Regions from separate parts of the Mus musculus genome. Here region 1 is linked to region 2. A link is a contact called in public HiChIP or PLAC-seq data. All regions are on one chromosome and are shown on one strand. Each heading gives the region's core, a stretch centred on a gene start, on an enhancer-like site or on the middle of the called end of the contact. The rest is flanking DNA. Distances are from core to core; before and after follow the strand shown.

Region 1 (2,703 bases), core at 106-2,605, 2.4 Mb before region 2:
AGGAACCATAACCATATGGCGAGGGACTTTGAGTCCCAAGTCAAAAGTGCAGTTTCGCGGACCCCAGCAGGCGATTAGTAAAAGCGGAGAATGACCTAAGCATTTGAAGACTCCCGAGACCACTTGCTTCAGACCCTTCCTGCTTCCCATTCATCTTTCCTCCAAACTCCCTTGGTGCTAACTCCGAGGCCAAGCGTTTCTTGACCGAGATCAATGAAGTTAGGACTTGACTCGGCGTCCGGGGCTGGGACAAACGGTGAGTTCCGCTAACTAGTCTGCGGCTCCGAGGTCGATAGAACCCGGCAGGAAGGCAGAGCCGAAGAGAAGCAGCGCTCCGTGCATGTGCGTGTGTGCATGTGTGTGTCTGTGTGCAAGAAAAGAATTTCAGGGAGGGCAGCCAGTCCCAGGACCTCAGTTGCTGCAACCCAGAGAAGAGCGAGGGGCTGGGCAGTGGGCTCTCAGGGTCCCCGGATATGTTTCCCCAGAATTGTGTTCTAGGTTCCAATCCTGACTTGACAGCGTCAAGGCAGAGGTAGGTGAGAGATGTCCCAGTCCCGGGTCCGGCCACCACCCGACCCAGTTCCTCTGCAGTGAGGATACGAGGGACCCAGAATAAGCGGCAAAGTCGAGCGAAGTTTGGAGACCAGCGGGGTAGGCAGAACGGCGGGCTGGTAGCTGGGCTGTCCGGACTCTGCACCCGCGACCTGCCGCCCCCCCCGCAACGCGCCCGGGCGCCCCTAGACGCCTGGAGTGGAGCGAGGGAGCGCGCGGGAGAGCGCGTGTGTGCGGGGAGGGGGTGGCGTGATGAATTGCAGCAGAGAAATCCCATTAGATCCGGGGAGATGATTAAAGGCGAGGTCTCGGCCGGGCGCGAATGGCGGGAGCCGCGGCGGCTTCCCGCCCGTAGAGCCCGCGCCCCGCCCGGCTGGGTCGGCGCCGGGGACAGCGCAGCCGGCGGGACGTGGTGCTTGGGAGGAACAACAGGACGCACGGAGCAAGGCGCCGGGATGGTCTTGCTTTCCTACCCCTGGGAGTCCGCGCCCGCCCCCGTCCTGTGGCCGGACGCCCGGGTCCCTTACCGTGAGCCAGGAGCGCCAGCAGCGAGGGCAGGAGCAGCAGGGCTGCTGGGCGCATGGTGCTGCTTGCGGCCGCGCCCCGGGTCGGGGCCGCGGTAGGGGAACTGGGGACTGGGAGAGGCGTGGGCGCGGGGGGCAGAGCCGGTCCCGGGGAGAGCAGCGGGGCCGCCGCCGCCGCCGCCAGCGCCTGACAGAATCAGCACCACGGCCAGCGCCTGGCGTCGGCGCCCGGGATCGCCGCGCGGGGCTGGGGGCGGGGGCGCAGGAGGAGCGGCTTACCGTAAAGTCTCAAGCAAAGGCGCAGAAGACCCAGCGGCAAGAGAACAGGCTTTCGAGCCCTGGGGAAAGGACTGCCCTGCTAATGTGGCACACAGCCCCCGCCTTCCCGAGCTGCCCACGCCCAGCCAAGCTTGCCACCCTCTCCCGGGTTTGTAGCTTACCAAGGTGTCAGGTTCTAATCGGATTCTCCATTAAAGAGAACACCCCCTCCTCACCTCTCTCTCCACCCCACCTTGGTACCTGACAGCTACAAGGGTGATCTGGAAAGATGCACATCAGTGAGGCAGCTGGTGAGGCCCGCCTGCCCTTGTGGCAGCTCCATCCTGGGCCGATAATGAAGACGGCTTTTGAACGTACAAAGGACAATAAATTATTACTTTGCGCTCAATAAATGCCAGGGCTCCAGGCAGCTGCATCAGCAGCAAACTGTGCTCACAGAAAAGCTTAATTATCCTGATATTATAGTTAAAAGCCAGTGGCACTTGTGTCCTGGGGAGACATTCTCCACTTGGTAGGGGGCAACCTGGGTCAAGCTGTGGGGTGCTGAAGGCAGCACCCTGGGTCCCCATGTAGCCATGGGGTTCCAGACCTTGCTTCCTCTATTTCCTCTGTAGAACAAGAATAGCCACAGGAACACAGATCTTTTATGCCAATACCAGCTTCGGTCTTGGAACTGACGAAGAAAATGGGATAAGCATGAATATCAGGGGTCTTTATGACTGTTTTAGTTTTAAATTTTCATTTTTTTTTTTACCAGGACCTGGCACATGATTCCATACTTGATAGATAGGGAGGGGCTCTACCACTGAGCTACACCTTCAACCCACCAGGTGTAGCTGATTGTTTCAGATGGAGGAAAACTTGAAGAAGGGGCAGTAACCCCAGAGTAGTTGGAATAGTCAATAGCACAGAAAAATAAGATCCCATGACTTTGTGACCTGAGGAACCCCAGTAAGCCATGGGCCAATAACAGGCTAGCCATAGCTGTGCAGAACTAGAGGCTATTATTCAGACCCAAGGGACATGGTTAGGCTTGTTACTGAATTTCAGTGGACTCAACAGGACACAACCACGTGGCTGATGTTAATATCTGTAGAGGAAGAAGGAGGCCCTCAAAGGGCAGCTTAATGTTGAGTTCTTTCCATGTGAACGTGGGTCAAACCCCAACAATTTGTCCACAGCACTTCCCCCATCTCATCCTGGAAGCAAGTGACTTCTGCCCTAAGTTTCATTCCTAGGAGAGTCTTTCGGTCCTTACAGTCTTCCAGCTTTGCTCCTTTGATGCTCTGTAGATCCTTTTGTGGGCTCTGGGGAGCCATCTTGCTTGCTGTAAAGAATCCCAGGCAGC
Region 2 (2,700 bases), core at 75-2,574:
CTGCCTGCAGTCTGTCCTGGAGAGTCTAAGCATCCTTCTACCACTGTCTCCCTTCCTCTTCCTCCCTACGATGTTTTGAAAGCCACTGAGATGTTCTCACAGTTCAGGAGAGGAAATGGCCTTTGGAGAATCATAAAGCAGCAAAAATAGACAAGAAATTCTATCTTGGCAAGCCTTTAAGGGGACTCCATAATGGCCTGACTTAAAAACATGTAGGTCTAGATGAACCTTCCTTCGGGTGGAGGCGAAGCCACTTCCTCTCTCCTGCTGCACCCCGGCCTATGAGAGTTCCTCTTTCTTACACATGTTTTTTTTTTTTTTTTTTTTTTTGCAAGGCAAGCAATGCTGCAGGCCCTGGAAGACCAGAAGGCCAGCAACGTTCCTGACTGCACGCAGGAGTCTATTAGTCTATTAGTCTACAGCTTGGGCAAATGGAAGACTTGTCCCAGCCTCAGTTTCTCCATCCACAAACAGGGACGATGATAATGATACGCACCCAGAGAGCTGGATGAGGATCAAATGGGCTTTTTGGCACTTAGAGGCGCTGTGCAGCAAGCAGGCATAGCTGGCTTACATCTTCACCACCAACCGCCCTCTCCCAAAGACCCACTCCAGAAACCTGCCCCCGACCGAGGCGCCCATCTCACCTGGCTTCGTACACAGGTAGGAGTAAAAGCCCTCGGACTTGAGCATGATGAGCAGCGAACCCCAGCCCAGGAGGACTGCGGAGAAAAGGAGGTTTTCCAACACAGCGGTGCAGGCCATCCACCAGCGGCGCCGATGGGCAGTGGCCAGGGTGGGCGCCATGGTGCGGTGTGGCGGTGGTCGGGCTCCGGTTCTGCAGACACCTGCGCGCAGACCTCAGCTTCAGCGGTGGCTCTACCCAACCCGTGTAGCCGCTGGCGCACAGCCTGTCAGTCCCTTGCAGCCCAGGCTATAGGTGCCCGCCGCAAAAGAAAAGAACCCTAGCCCTGTCAGGGACCTGGGCCACCCCGTACCCGCAGCTACCTGGTAACGCTACCTTAGGCCACAGTGGAGCCCCGCTGGCCAAGAGGAAAGGCTTCTCCCTTAGTTCACTCGGAGGTAAACTGAGGCATGGCAGCTGGAAAAGGGCTAATTATGCTCAAGGACGTGGAGCGGGTCCTGATCCCAAGCAAGACTGAACAGCCACTTTGGGGGCCGGAAAGGGAGGCAGCTCGTAGTAAGGTCACCTGAGCAGAGGCTCACCTGAGAGCTGCCACTCCCAGGGACCCTGACAGGCTCCCGCCCGCCCGCACTCGAGACCCTTCCTTAGTGCTTGTTCCTTCAACCACAAAATCAGCACAGGGAGCCCCGAAACGGCCCGCCCACGGCGCTTTCATTGGCGGGACCGCACAGGAACTGCCGCGCCATTGGTTAGTGTTTAGGTCGCTAGGCGCTACCGCCACGCGAACCCCGCATGGGAGAGGCGAAGCCGGTTCAAACCGGCGGCGCGAGCCAACCGCGCGACCCCCGTGTCGGGCTGTTACCCCGGCGATTAGCCCGTTTCCATAGAAGCGGATCCCGTCCCTCTGTCCTCCTGGCCTTTTTCGTTACGTCTCCCTCCCGGTGTCGTCCCTCTGACAAGTATGCACCTTCCCTCCAACCCCTGCCTGCGAGCGGCTTCAGGTTCTCGCACCCTCGTCTGAGACCCGGATCCTGGGAGTCCAGCTCACCCGGCTCCTACCAGTGTGTATCGGGCCCGCCCGGCGCCTTTTCTGTCCCCTTTATTTCCAGCCCTTTTATTCCTATCCTAAGATGAAAAACACTGCCGCCCGTTGATTGGCTGAGTGGGGCTGGAAACAGGCGTCGGCCAATCAGCAGCTACCCACCCGCCCCCCGGCGAGCAGAAGCCGGTTCCGGCCGGACTTGGAGACAAACAAGAGGAATGGGGGGGCTGGGGGGCGGCTCGGGCAGGCCCAGCTCTACCCAGTTAAACTGGAGTGCCCCTCGACCCGGTGACCGCCGCGGGCATCGCCCCACGCCCTTCTCGTTGCCCTCTTCCTTGTCAAGTTCATGGGTCAGCGTTTCAGGGAGTCTTGGTCCACAGCGAGCTGGGCTCCAAGCACCGTGCGGTTCGGCCCGCAGTATAGACCACCGTTCTCGCCCGGAGAGAACCAGGGCCGGATGCTCCAACTCCGCAGGCCATTACCGCCCTTTTGTGCTGTTTCCCGGCCTGCTCCTTGGGCTTTGTGTCCGGGCTCCTCGCTGCCTAGCCCCCGTTGTCCTATCCAGGCGCTGTCTACGGGTATCAGAACACCCCGACCCAGGTCGTGGCATAATTACCGCATCCCTGCTAGATCTCCCGACTCACCGGGTCCTTGCCTGGAATCAGGTGCCTCCTGCCTGGTCTTTAATCGGTGTCCCTTAAGGGTCTGTAGTCAGGATTTTGGACTAAGAGCCCCTGGTCCTCCAGTTGTCGCCATCCCCATCCCGCGCCCTCTTTTCTCGGTGCCTTCAGAGACCGGTCAGTGTTCAGGCCGGTCACCTTGGCATGCCCTGCCCTCCCACTTTCCCAAACGACTCTTTCATGTGGCTGGCACACTTTCTCGTCCACCCTTCTTCATGCTGTGAGCAATCCCGAGCACCTAGTTAGTCTAAGTCTGACTTTGGAGAGCGCGATAGATCACTAGGGGTCCAAAGAGCTCCGTCCTTTCTGTATCATCAGCGGAGCTGCGCTGC

The links. HiChIP or PLAC-seq counts read pairs in DNA pulled down with a chosen protein or histone mark.
Region 1: a contact with region 2 is called in an H3K27ac HiChIP or PLAC-seq map of embryonic stem cells, with 4 times the contacts expected there. The contact joins the promoter of Sez6 here to the promoter of Slc43a2 in region 2.

What each region holds. Positions count from the first base shown.
Region 1 is chr11:77,929,491-77,932,193 of GRCm38.p6, reverse strand. Sez6 (seizure related gene 6) reads right to left here and starts at 1,355. Exons shown (of 17, transcript NM_021286.4): 1 at 1,080-1,355. The coding sequence starts at 1,134.
Region 2 is chr11:75,530,736-75,533,435 of GRCm38.p6, reverse strand. It overlaps Slc43a2 (solute carrier family 43, member 2), which reads right to left and starts at 1,324. Exons shown (of 14, transcript NM_001199283.1): 1 at 1,022-1,324; 2 at 648-848. The coding sequence starts at 807.